2 separate regions of the Sus scrofa genome follow, and region 2 is linked to region 1. Evidence: chromatin contacts called from public Hi-C data. All regions are on one chromosome and are shown on one strand. The core of a region is the stretch at or near the end of the contact, and the rest is flanking DNA. Distances in the headings are between cores, read along the strand shown.

Evidence for each region. A called contact is a pair of places that touch in the nucleus more often than the background predicts.
Region 2: a Hi-C map of liver shows a contact between it and region 1, with 3 times the contacts expected there. The contact joins two enhancer-like sites. A contact is called at or near these places in 2 of 47 Hi-C or Micro-C datasets (liver and skeletal muscle).

Annotation. Positions count from the first base shown.
Region 1 is chr16:46,833,863-46,841,043 of Sscrofa11.1, reverse strand. The region is part of intron 2 of LOC102159645 (a long non-coding RNA gene); the gene reads left to right. Among named protein-coding and RNA genes, the nearest start is that of PIK3R1, 400 kb to the right of the region's middle. Within about 2 kb of position 2,948, at least 12 of the 83 cell types and tissues checked have an H3K27ac peak or open chromatin away from gene starts, as enhancers often do. A contact at or near this core is called in liver, where this site is marked.
Region 2 is chr16:47,028,550-47,035,730 of Sscrofa11.1, reverse strand. No RefSeq gene overlaps it. Among named protein-coding and RNA genes, the nearest start is that of SLC30A5, 250 kb to the left of the region's middle. Within about 2 kb of position 4,525, at least 6 of the 83 cell types and tissues checked have an H3K27ac peak or open chromatin away from gene starts, as enhancers often do. A contact at or near this core is called in liver, where this site is marked.

The DNA.
Region 1 (7,181 bases), core at 1,699-4,198:
AAGCTCACAGCAATGCCGGATCCTTAACCCACTGAGCAAGGCCAGGGATCAAACCTGTTTCCTCATGGATGCTAGCCAGATTTGTTTCTGCTGAGCCACAGTGGGAACTCCAGAACTGTTTATTATTAATAAATTAAGTATCAGATTTTCTGGCCAGTACCATGTTAAGTACCACAAAAATAAAAGATGGAAAGAAATGGAGTAGGATGACCAGAACCAACCCACAGAGTAAGTGTGGTAGAGTTCTCAGCAACAGGTAAAAACAAACAAACAAACAAGAAAACACGTGAGGAAAACAATATCTATCAATAATAGCTGTTGATACATAGCATCATTTTCTCCCTTCCAAATGTTTCTTTTACTAGAAGGGTTTAGGTTTTGGTTTTACCAATAAGAGGTGCTCACACAAGATGCAGAAGTTGAAAAGGAAAGGCTGTTTGGGGTCACAGATTGAGCAGGCATGTGGACATTAGGAGACAGCAAAAGGAAGTTTATTCAAGGACTTCCAGATAACCAACTGAGAGTCACCTACTCTTGTATGACAGTTAGTTAAGGTCATGGGTAGCATTCTCCAATGAAGCCTTCATTTCCTGAATTATTAAATGCCAGTTGTGGTACCCCTGATCTTTGCACCGCCTAGCCTTTCCAATAATTGCATATACTGCTAAATCCTTGTATTAAATTCTGTCATGCTTTAAGTACCTAGAGGGATTGTGTTTTCCTAACTCAAACACCATAAAGAGAGAACACAAGTATTAAAAAAGTATTATAGGAGTTCCCTTGTAGTGCAGCGGATTAAGGCTCTGGTGTTGTCAATGTAGTGAGGCGGGTTAGATCCTTGGTCGGGGAACTTCCACATACTGTGGGCACAGCCAAAAAAAAGTATTAAATACCTGAAACTTACACAGTATTGTAAATCAACTATAGTGAAATTTCTTAAAAGTATTGCAAGCTAAGATCAAATAGTTTATAGGCAAATAGCCTTATTCACCTTAACCACCTTTAGAATATTCTTTTAATACAATGTGGTCCTTTATTTACAAATACAGAGAAGTGGATCACAGACTGATGAACATTTCTACTCAAAGTGGTTTAAATACAAACCTCCAGTAGTTTGAGATGCTGAGGCTTGATACTTAGAACATTTAGTTATCTAGAAAATTTAGCTCTTCAGATGACCCCATTCCCCTAAAACACTGGCAGAAAGCTAAAGTTTTACCACTGGTAGAATGGCATTTCACAATGGGCATATACAGGAATGAAAGATTGCTAAACTTGAAATTTCATGTATAGTCGTGTTCAGGTGGGTTGCTGATAGATGGATTAAAAAATTTTTTTTTATCGTAACCCGTGGGTTGATGGAAAGATTCAAATGAACTGGCATCAGAGTGCCAAAAATTTCCATGCATTCCTTTGGGATTTTTTTTTTTCTCAAAAAAATAAATAAATAAATAAAATGTAGTTCTTAATTCCTGGAAAAAATTTCCAAACACTATGACCTCACCTTTCATCAATACTCTTATTGTCCTTTGCTTTTCTAAATTCTTCTGGTCCATGCAGATAATAAAAGCCCCCTGTCAGCCATCCAGCTGCAGTGATGACCTTCCTTTCCAGTGAGCATTTCTTATTCATTTGCTGCTTTGTGCTAGTTTCCTAGGCTAGACAGCACATTGGCTTTGGTTCAGTTCTTACTATCTTGGTGAGGGAGGAGGTGAGCAGCTCACCTTTCCCTCAGGTCAATGGATTGCTGCCTTTTATGGTGCTGGGGCAGGCTGAGTTATTCAATAACTATTAGGCATTTCCACTGAACTCCCAAGGCATGTAGGCAATTTCGGTGTTTCAGGAACTTATTTCCCCACAAATACATTTGACACTGAATCAAACCTGGATGAGCCAAATTTTATTTTTCCAAATTTGAGGGATGGGTAAACCTGGCTTTGTGTTCAGTTCACTGAATATCTCAGAACAATTTTTCAAATGTCCTGGGTTTGGCCAAAACCAAATCTACTCTGCCAAACATTTTATTTAATTTAATAATAATAATAAAAACCTCAAATTATATCCATATGTTTGATTCACTTTTTGCACTCAATCCATCAAAATATTTTGTAAGAGTTATCTGAAGTCCAAGAGGACTTCTATGCCATTAGAAAAAAGAATGAGCCAGTGTAAGCTTTTCTCATCCCACGTTTTTTTCCCCTGCTCATGGGGAAGTTCTGTCTTCCCAGTCCCCATCTGACTCAAGCCTTATCTGTACTCTTGCTCCGCTCCCATTCCACACCAGTTCTAGTCTTGTCTGATCACTAATTGAAGTGACTCCTAGAGACGTTATCCACTTTGCCTTCCCTGTGCTGACTGAGGAGGAAATAAGTAAAAGACAGGAAAAAGTGAAGAAAAAACCCTGTAGCTTTTGCTTTAGGAAGGAGCCCAGTTGCTATAGTAACTTGCATCTTCTGTGACCATGGAATTGAATGAAGAGACATATTCCCACGTATCTGTGGGTATATTTGGTGTTTAAAGGGGATAAGAGAGATGGTCAAAAGCTCCCCCTTCTAGATATGATCTACAGAGGTAGCTCCAACAGAAAGATTTGGGGAAAGAAAGAAAACCAACTACTGGAAAGCTGCTGGCTAACTTCTACTGATTTAAAGTTTAAGATAGATTGGACAGGAAGACATGCAGCTGGCTGATTGGAAAGGAGACTGTAGGTTCCATACATTGATGTATTTACTTTGTAGGCTAGCTGGGCTTCTCTGGGCACCTGATGATCCACTGGTGACTGAAGAGAAGGAGGGAGGGTCAGAAAGGGAGGCTGGTAGCCTTGGCTGCTCTCTTCAATGAGGTAATCCTTTCTCAGTGCTGCACTGCCATCCCTGTGTCCGCTGCCAGTGCCCCGAGAGCTCCAGATGCAATTGATCTCATTATAGATCAGAACAGAGTTGGCTTGGACAGCCTGTTCTTTCCTAGTGGTTAGGACATAGCATATTTTTCCTCCCCCTCCCTCTCTCCCTCAGCCCTATCTTAGTCTCTTGGCTGAAGGTTCTTTTGTCTTTGGATTAATCTAGGGTTAATCAGAGTTTATTTACTTGCCGCAAGCCTTGAGCTGACAAGGTAGACACAGTCTTCAGATATCTCTGAAAACCCGCTCCCATTGTCAATGTGTGCTCTAATTTGTTTAACCTATGTCTATATTGGACTCCAACTGACCCGAAGAAACTGGGCACATGGTTTAAGATTAAATCAAAGGTTAGTTCTGCCCTTATCTTAGATGGAATTCTCATTCTGATGCTGACTTGCCAGGAGGCTTCTCAGTACTTTGTTTCTCTTAGAGAGTATTGAATAGAGGAATCATGGGACCTGAAAGGAATTTCAGCCGCTCTCTGTCTTCGCCTCCAGTAAGGACTGCACTTCAGAGATTCTCCTCTGAATTTTAAAAAGTGAAAAACCAAACAAAACAAAGTCCCTTAATAGCGAGCTCCTTCTTCAAACTGTCTAGAGAGAAACCCACACACTCCTTGCTAACGTGTTCCATAATTTCTGTAATGAAAGGCAGTCCCTAATGAAGGTAATTATGGGGGGCAGAGATGAGGGGTGATGAGTTGCCTTTCTTTCCGAGGGAAAGTAAGCAGTAAAAAGCAAGAGCTGAACACAGTTCTGTGGTTTGTGAGTTTGCAGAACTTTTTCCTTACCTGGACCCCAGAAACAAGCTCTAGTTTGACTCTGAGTTTCTTGGTATGTATAATGAAGAGCCCTCAGTTTCCTTACAACTCTAAGATTGTTCTTGTTGGTAATTCCATCCACTTGGGAAATCAGTTGTTGGATTCAGAAGAAAAATGCAATTGCTGACCACTGGTTGTTTCACATCCGTCTCAGAAATCTTCCTTACTTGCATGCTACCCAGACAGGATATGTAGACTTTTCTTTTTGGGGTCCATGCTAAAGTTTCATGCTTTAGAGTTACTAGTAGAGTCTCCTAAACTTTTTCCCTCATTTTTTTCTTTTTTTTTTTTTCCTCACTTGTGGCATAGAGAAGTTCCCAGGCTAGGGATCGAATTGGAGCTGCAGATGCTGTCCTAAGCCACAGCCACAGCAATGCCACATCTGAGCCCCATCTGTGACCTACACTGTGGTTCACCGGCAACACCAGATCTTTAACCCACTAAGTGGGGCCAGGGATCAAATCTGTGTCCTCATGGATACTAATCAGGTTCGTTAACCACTGACCCACCATGGGAACTCTGAGTCTCCTAAACTTTCTGCCACCAAAGACAAACACTAGCCCCTGGGAAACCATGAAGCCTGAGAGTCAGCGGTATCCCGCATGAGCCATTGCTATGATACAGGAACACTAAAGACAAGCCTTTATCCACAAACGCTGGGCTTTCTTATAATGGATCTTTATTATTGAGGTGGTTAGGCATGCTATGTTTTTTCTCACTGTATAGCTCATCCCTTATTTTCTTCTCTATACATAAGGAATTTCTAATAGACTTTAGATTCTATGGGAAAGGATATAATAGGAAGAAAAGACATGGTTTTTAAGTAAAGAAAACCCCGATGTTTCAGGATTATTGATTTTAATGTTCTAGTGATATTACCATTGCTTGGCAGCATTTACTCAGGGAAAGACAGAGTTCCCACTTGGGCTGGAGTGATGCTGAGCAAGCCACTTACAAAGCAATTTTGAAGTTATGAACAGAAAGTATAGATAACGATGTAATTTGAAGCGGAGAAATAAGCCTCAGTAAGCCAGTCCTCTATAAGGCACAGTGTTTAAAGTTTGACATCTGGAAACCCCTTAAGGAATAGATTACTGATGTCAAACAAGAGAAAAAAATTAATCATGATGTCTTAAAAATAAAACATTTTAACTTAATATGAATAAGAATAGCCTTGTCTCAACATCAGATATTTGAGCTCTAGGCCAGATTCTACTTCCAGGCAGCTAAACTTTTACTTTTTCTATTTAACTGCAAAATCTTTAAAATTTTTTTAATAGAAATATAGTTGATTTACAATGTTGTGTTAGTTTCAGGTGTACAGAGAAGTAATTCAGTATATATGTATTTTTTTTTTCTTTCTTTCTTTTCTTTTTTTTTTTTTTTTTTTTTTTTTTTTTTGTCTTTTTGTCTTTTTAGGGCTGCACCCACGGCACATGGAGATTCCCAGGCAAGGGGGTCAAATCAGAGCTATAGCCACCGGCATACCCCACAGCCACAGCAACGCACCATCCGCGCCCCGACTGCCACCTATACGGCAGCCGATGGCAATGCTGGATCCCCAATCCACTGAGCAAGGCCAGGGATCAAACCTGCATCCTCATGGGTGCTAGTTGGGTTTGCTAACTGCTGAGCCATGATGAGAACTCCTATATTTTCTTTTTTAACATTCTCTTCCATTACAGGTTATTACAAGATATTGAAGAGCATTCCCTGTGCTATACATTAGGTCTTTGCTGGTTATTTATTTTATATATAAGTAATGTGTATATTTTAATCCCAAATTCCTAATTTATCCCCGCCCCCAATCCCCTTTGATGCGTTTGTTTTCTATGTCTGTGAGTCCATTTCTGTTTTGTAAATAAATTCATTTGTATCATTTTTTTAGATGCCACATATAAGTGATATCATATGATATTTGCCTTTCTCTGTCTGACTTACTTCACTTAGTATGATAATCTCTAGGTCCATCCACGTTGCTACAAATGGCATTATTTCATTCTTTTATGGCTGAGTAATATTCCATTGCCCACACCGTTTAACTCCCCCCAAATTTACAATTGGAAAAAAAAAAACAAAAACAAATGTTTTCTCCTGTGTTTTCAGTGATTAAAGCTGCAAATTTACCAAATGTTCAGCAGTGTCCTACACATATGCCAAGAGTTGGTTTGTTGGGTTCATCTATAGTTTTGATCTACAAAATATCTTATGTATATATGAAAGAATTATATGCCTACATTTTGATATTGTGTACTGTCCAGAAATATTAATTGATTCAGGAATTTGAGAAAGCTTTGCCATCATCTTTGTAGCTGATTGTATAGGTTCTTGGAAATATGGTGACTGAACATTTTTTTGTTATGAGGAGTGTATCTTTTGAATGATACATCTGAAATTTTCATCTCTTCTCTGCCTTTGACAATAAAATTAATCAATTTTGATTTAAAAGCATAATTTTGCACTCATCGTAAAAAAACTTGATTCATTGCTGTGCTTTGTTATTTGTCTATAAAATATACAGTTCTGACATTGGTCTTCCATGCTCCTTCAACAAAGAAATAAAGATAATCCTTAACCAATGTGACTTGAAAAAATAGACCTGGAACTTTCTTATTTGTAATGTAAGGTGTGTTGGGAACCTAATAAATTTGTTGGGCCCAGGTGGTGCAGCAATTTGATCTACATAATAAAGAATTTGGCAAATGATTCTACATACCATATGATTCATTGATGTATTTAACAGGGAAAATAACTGCTACAGGAATATTTATTTGGCATTAGTGTGTAAGACAGCTTCTTAGTATAAAATATTAGAGGTAGGGAGGCTAGGTAGGAATAGTTATAATTAATCAAGAGCCCTAAAAATATTCATAGTCTTTTACGGAGTAACTCTCTTCCATATAAGGAAAAGTTCCTAATATGGATAATGGTTCATAAACAAAGATGCTCAGTATTCCCCACATGTATCTTGCTATTCCACTTCATTGTTTTTATTTAATTCTGTTCTTGGCAGCTGGAGAATTATGCCCTCCATTTTCCACTGGAATCTGTTTAATGTGGAGTTATGTGCATAGATTCTGGAGCTAGACAACCTGGCTTTAAACTCCTTAAGTCTCAGATTCTTGAGCTCTAGAAATAAGGATAAAATACCTCGAAATGGTTGTTTTGATGTTTATATAAGATATTTATAGATCATTTAGCTTAGAATATGGCACACAAAATATATTCAGTAGGTGTTGGCATTGTTATAATTACAATTCCAGCCATCCTTGAGGACAAAACTTAAAAGCCACCTTGCTCTGGAACCTCCCTAAATCCCCAAAGTCAGCATTCTCTCCTTTCGTTTCAAAGTACCTTATGAAAATAACCCACATGATACATGAATATGTATCCACTGGAAAAATTTTCAGTTTCAGTTTGTTATATACTGATCTGGACTTTTATCTATGACACATAAATATA
Region 2 (7,181 bases), core at 3,276-5,775, 190 kb before region 1:
CCAAGGGAAACTATTAACCTGATTTTTAAGAGGCTGGATTAGTTTTATGTGCTTTTGATTGAGAATGTTGCTTGTTTTTGAGTCACCTGTGCATATACTTTAGTGTCTGGCTTTTTTGCTAACATTAGATCTATGAGGTTCATCTCCGCTATTATTTTAGTTGTAGTTCATTTGTTTCATTGCTGGATAGCATTCCACAATTTATTTGTCCATTCTACTGTCAGTTCTGTGCCAAGACATATTGAAGCCTGAGGGAAAAAAACCGTAATACTGATCCCACCTTTATTTAAAAATTTGATATTTTGATCATCATGGAATTTTTGGGGTCTATTTATTATTATTTTTTAGGGCTGCACCCATGGTATATGGAAGTTCCCAGGCTAGAGGTCGAATTGGAGCTGTAGCTGCCAACCTACCCCACTGCCACAGCAACATGGGATCCTTATTCCACTGAGCAAAGCCAGGGATCAAACCTGCGTCCTCATGGATACTAGTCGGATTCATTACCACTGAGCCACGACAGGAACTCCCATCATGGATTTTTTGCATTACTTTTGATTGAGGAAAAAAAAACGCATTGCATTAAAATGTTCTTTATCTTGACTATGTTTTTTTAATTTATTATTTATTGTTATTATTATTGTTATTTTTAATAGTTATTTCCCCAATACAATTTTTTTTTGATCCTTAAATTTTACTCCTGAGATGAGTGCTTCCCTTGCCTCACTCTGGCCCCAACCCTGTCTGCTAGAGATGGATGCATGAATTACATGCAGTTTTGAGCAAGTATGAATACTGTCGCTCTGCACATTGCTGTACATGTCTCATGGTAAGCAAATGTATGCATTTCTGAAAGTATATACTTAGGAGTGACATTTCCGTAGACAACTTTTTGATGGAAGGCTTGAGGTAGGGCCAGGGGGCTTTTGTTTTCCCTTCCATGTTGCCTTTCCTTCCAAAATTGTTTTGAGAATGTCTTCAGCCTTAGTATGTTGTCAAGAGAGAACTTGATGGAAAGTCAAGCACCAGGCTCACTGGCACATGTGTACATCAGGGCTCCGGGATGCCTGGGAACCAACCATGTGCATGAGGAATACCTTGAAGACACAGGGTGGTCCCTTGCAAAGGAAAGTCCCTTAGAAACACGATTCCCTGATGCTAATTGGCCAAGTTTGGGTATCAGCTGATTCTAAGAACTAAATTGGGTCCCTTTCCATTTTTTCATATTCTCTGCAGGAGTTAGTATTTATTTGAAATTGACACAGAGTTATAGAAAACAAACTTATGGTTACCAAAGGGGATAGTGGGGTTGGGGAGAAGAGATAAATTAGCAGTTTGGGATTAACACATTCACATGACTATATGTAAAATAGGTAAGCAACAAGGACCTAATAGAAAAGAGTCTGAAAAATATGTATGTATAATTGAATCACTTTGCTGTATGCTTAAAACAAACACAACATTGTAAATTAACTACACTTCATTTTAAAAGAAATTAGTATCTTCTTCCTGAAAGTTTGAGAAAACTTACTCATGAACCCTTTTAGAAATGAAATCATTCAACATGCATAATTAAAAGAAAAATCCCGTGTATATTATTCAGTTTTCTACTTTTTCTTGAGATGATCTTTCTTGAGGAAAGGTTCGTTAAGATTTTCGGATGTGCTAGTACATATTAATTTCTTGCCCCTTAAAACAGTCTTCTCTTTGTTGTTATATAATCTTATTTTCATCCTGATAATTCTGCCTTTAAAAATTTTTTTTTTTAGTGGAGTTTTTATTCCCACTTATTCTTGAATTAATAAAGGATATCAACCCTTTGCAAATACTTCTTAGGGATTTTGTTATTTTAAAAAATATGTTTTTGACCAACAAAAATTTATAAATTTTATTTGATAAAGTCTGAATTTTTTCCCTTTGTGACTTCTCTCATTGCTTCTGTGTTTAGAAATTCCACCCCATTCCAATATTAAAATTTATCTATTTTAAAATTTTCTTGTAATTTTAATTTTTTATACTCAGTTATTTAGAAATTTCTTTGATACAAGGTAGGTATTTAAATTGTTTTTCCCACCAAAAATTTCTGGCTACTCTTAACATTATTATTATTATTATTATTATTATTATTATTCTTTTTAGAGTCTATATTTTTTTCTGTGGTTTATTTTTTAATCCCTTTATTAGCTACTAAATTCTCATATGTTTCTGATTTAATACAATGTGTGTTCCTGAAAAATCTCTCCTGCAAAATGGTGCATTAAAAATAACAGGAATTATGAGGAAAATAGGTTTAGAGTTTAGCCACTAAAAACTTAGCCTACTTCATGACAAAATTACTGCAATTGTCATTCAAATTTTAGCATGGTTAGACCTTCATTGGCATTTGTACCCATTATCAGACAGTCCGTCATTTATAGCTATCAAGCTCAGGGCTTTGAGATATAGATCTTTGGAGCTATTTACTAAATATAGACACGTTTTTATTAAAATTAAAATCTGATATGAAGTATAGCCTTTCTTAAAAAAAATCAGGCTTTTTTTTTTTTTTTGGCCTTTAAGGGCTGCACCGGCAGCATATGGATGTTCCAGGCTAGGGGTTGAATCGGAGCCACAGCTGCCGGCCTACACCACAGCCACAGCAACACCAGATCTGAGCTGCATCTGCTACCTACACCACAGCTCACAGCAATGCCGGATCCTTAACCCACTGAGCGAGGCCAAGGGTCTCCATCATTCCTTGAGATGGGACTACGGTAGGAGAATAAATGTGGGTATTTGGGACATTTTAAGTTGGAGGTGTCAGAGATCCTTATCTAAGGGGGAAGATACTTAGCCAAGGGGGAGGGCAGAAGGGTCTTTGGTTCCTTTGATTTGATAGATCCAATCTGCAGATTTAGATTTAGGGGTGGTCAGCCTAAAGACAGTAATTGAAACTGTAAGATCAAGTGCGATGGCCCCAGGAGAATAGATAGAATGAGATTTATGAGAGGAAGTGGAAGAAAGCTCTAGAAATGGGAATCCTCTTAGGGCTGCCATTTGAAGTTTGTGTATTGCTTTCCCATCTGGTCGTGAATGAGCTCCTGTCTCCTAACTTTCAGAAAATGGCACACGGAAAGGCCGGCAGGAAACTGCTTGCGCCTGCGTGCCTGAGGCCAGGTTTTCCTGATTAAAACTCCCCCTGGGCTTGTGGTGTTGCATCTGTGGCTTTCCTTGGCATGACCTTCTATTTTGAGAGAACTTTTTTGGAGGGACTGATCTTTTCTTCTCATTTCTCCCCTGGTTCAGCTTATGCTATAATATTTACATTGGCCACTTGCCTTTCTTTTACCAGTTGGGACTGGTTGTATCCCCCAAACCCGTTTTAGAGAAATAAAAATGGAAATGCCAGGTTTAAAACAGAGAGTTTGCCAAAGATGTGTCTTCGTTTTGCTGACAAGAGAGAGCAAGCCCACCTATGGCAGATCAGCCCATTTCTAAATCTAAATGCACACTGGCTGTCCTGGCTTTGTGTGGTCCCCCTCTTCCCTCTACCTTGGTGGGAAGAGAATCAGCTTCAATAGAACCATTTTGCACTTCTCCTTGGTAAGTGAAATTCATTTTCCAGCATCGACTGCAAATTGTGAATTATTAATAGCCTCCCCAATGTATTCCACTGGCCTAATCTGATCCTGCCCTGTCTAAATTGGTTTTGATTCTTCTCATTTAGAAGAGACTTTTGCCATCATTGAGAACATTTCTTATTTGTATTAATGCATGGGTGTTCTCTCCAACAAATTCTAAGCATGACATCAATTTTTGGAGGGTCTATTTGTTTAAAATGCTTTCATAGGATACTGCCTATATCTTTGTTTTGTATTTCAGAGTCATGCAGAATAATTCCAATGTCTCTTCCAAAAGACAGACTTTCAAATATTTAAATTCAAATATTTGAACTCCTTTTTTTCCTCTCCTTTCCTCTAAATTTCCCTACTCTCCCCTCCTACACATGACAGATACTGTCACTGTCTTTTCTGGAGTTCAACCAAATCTAAGTCTTTTCAGTTTAGGGTCTACTCTTTAAGAGGGAATCTGATAAAGTGATCACACTTGTGAAGATACTTGAAACTAACAATTTGGGTACATCATTTCTACGAAGACAGCCTGAGATCCAATACATTTTTTGGCAACTATGGTTACACTCTTGCCTTATATTCTGTTGAGTTTCAAATAAAACTTCCTATTATTTTCATGAGAATTAGCATCTTCCTTATTCAGAAGTTGTGTGGAGGATCTTATATTTCTTCTAGTTAGATGACATCTCGCTAGACTTACCCCATTGTTTGAGTTTATCTCTCTTTGGATCTTGATTCTGTCTTGCAAACTTGTTAGCAATTAACCTCAGGATTTTGTCATATGCACACTTGAGCCCCATTTCCTCCTTCAGATCACTGATTAAAATAAAAGTTGTTGAGGAAAGTGTCAAGGAAGGAAAACTGCCAGACACCTTTGTCTGCATTGACGTCACTCCATTAGCCAATACACTTTGGTTAATGTGTAATTTAGGTAAAGCTTACTTAGGTTATGCTGCAGTCATAAACAGTCCTCAAATCCTAGAGGCTTCCAACAAGAAGAGTTTATTTCTCACTCACAGCTTATGCTGACTCTTGTTCAGCTGTGGCTCTACTCTCTTTGCCTTCATTTATGGGCCAGGAAGAAGGAGAAATCCCAACCTGTGATTTCCTTTTTTCATGGCAAAGAGAAAAAGAGATGCTGCTAATCCACACTCAGAGAGTCCTAGAGCTTCTGCTTGAACGTGGATGTGCCCTATCCCTTCACACACTATTGGTCAAAGCAAGTCATGTGACCAAGCCCGACATTGTTGGGACAAGTGTGCATACTCCTTCTAGGATATTCTAGAAGTATGGAAATGAGTAGCAGAAGTAATTAAACAATCATTTGGTAAAACACTCTTTCTTTTTTTTTTTGTTTTTTTTTTTTTTGTTTTTAGGGCCACACCCATGGCACATGGAGGTTCCCAGGTCAGGGGTCTAATCAGAGCTACAGCTGCTGGTTTACACCATAACCACAGCAATGTGGGATCCGAGCTTCATCTGTGACCTACACCACAGCTCATGGCAATGCCAGATCCTTACCCACTGAGTGAGGCCAGGGATGGAACCCGAGTCCTCATGGATACTAGTTGGGTTTGTTTCCGCTGTGCCATGACAGGAACTCCTGGTAAAACTATTTAATACTTGTGTATCAGTTCCAAAATGTTTTCACACGTCTGTGTTGTGAGGCTAGTGCTGTCATCTCTGTTTATCAGATAAGGTCCTGAGAGGGGGTGTCTTGTTATAGCTAGCAAATTAGGACTTAACTGCAAATATTCTGAAACCTACAATGGCCTTCCCAATTCCGATGGTGATGATAACAAATATTACTTTTATTTATTTATTTATTTTTGTCTTTTTGCTATTCCTTTGGGCTGCTCCCGCGGCATATGGAGGTTCCCAGGCTAGGGGTCGAATCGGAGCTGTAGCCACCGGCCTACGCCAGAGCCACAGCAACGCGGGATCCGAGCCATGTCTGCAACCTACACCACAGCTCACGGCAACGCCGGATCGTTAACCCACTGAGCAAGGGCAGGGACTGAACCCGCAACCTCATGGTTCCTAGTCGGATTTGTTAACCACTGCGCCACGACGGGAACTCCTATTACTTATATTTATTGATGCAATTTACCTGGCAGGTGCCGTTGAGCATGTGTGTTTTATTATTGTATTGAGCAGGATAATTAGCTCTAGCTGTCTCAGTAGATGAACCTCAAAATCCCAATATCTTAACAGTAAGATTGTTTCTCTTTCACATCATAATCCCATGCGGAGTGGGTAGCTCTTCAGGACTAGCTCTTTAAGTGGTGACTTGGGAACCTGGGTTGTTTCTATCGTTTAACTGGGCCATTTGGAAAATGTGCTCTCTGAGGCTCCATTGCAAGGTGAGAGAGAGAGGGAGAGAGACAGACAGAGAGATGTAGATATGGAGGAACTGGCAGATGTTTTTGAGGACAAAGCTGGGAATTGGCTCACATCTTTTCCACCCCTATGCCATTATCCTGTGTTAGTCACATGACCTCCCCTAACTGCATGAAGACTGATAAATAAGCAGAGCACCAGATATTTGGTGAACATGAATAGTCCCTGGCACAAAGTTACAATCATTATCATCCTCATTTTTATAGATGAGAAGACTGAAGTGGAGAAATGTTAAGTACTTTTTATTGGGCTCCTCTATAGTTGTGAAGTAGATGGGATCTGAATCTAGAGAGTCATGTTTCAGAATCTGTGCTCTTGGCAGCTGCCCTGCCCTGCCTCTCATCTTTTATCCTGATGAGCTGGATTATGAATATATTGACCTAGGCTGGGATGCAGCCATATGTATCCATTTGTCAAAAACATCATCAAAGCCTTTTAAACTATTCTATTGAAATCCTGATACATTGGAGATACCATGATCATATTGCTATTAAAAAATTCTCTAGAGTGGTTACAGCAGGATTAATTAGCAGTGAGTACTCTTTTAGGGGGAGGGTTAGTTTATTTGTGTCTCATGAGGACTTAGCACTTCTAGACCCAAAGTGGCCACAAGGACAAGGACAAGGGATGTCTCAGAGGAAACCAGGGGAGCAGATGGCCTACCTGCACCCCCATGCCTTCCTCTCCCTGTCTCACATCTTGGGTCTACAGGGGGCCCAGGGACCAGGGAACATTCTCAGAAAGGACTGAGGTTAAAATTTTCCTTTAGCCTGGAAATGAGGGCTCAGACTGAGAAATTACATTGTCGTAGAAAATCAAAAAAGTCAAATTTCTTGAGTCTGTGGAGTGAGATGAATAGCTACTGCAATTAAAAAAAAGTCTAGATTATTGCCTGTGTAGTGATCAAATTCATCACTCTCTCCTTTGAGAGTTTCCCTTTATTTTCCATGTTTAAAAGTGGGACTGGCTGTCTCTGGCGCCTCTTCTGTGGTTCTTTGTGGTTCCTCACTAATTCCTGGCCACGATTCAGCCATTTCATGTGTGGATTTGCACAAAAGAAGTATGTGGCATACCAGAGCCAGGGTATGTAACTGATTCTCAAGTCCTAGGTTTTATCTTGTGAGCTTTTCACTTACTTTGTCTTTTTAATACGATTTTTATTTTTTACAT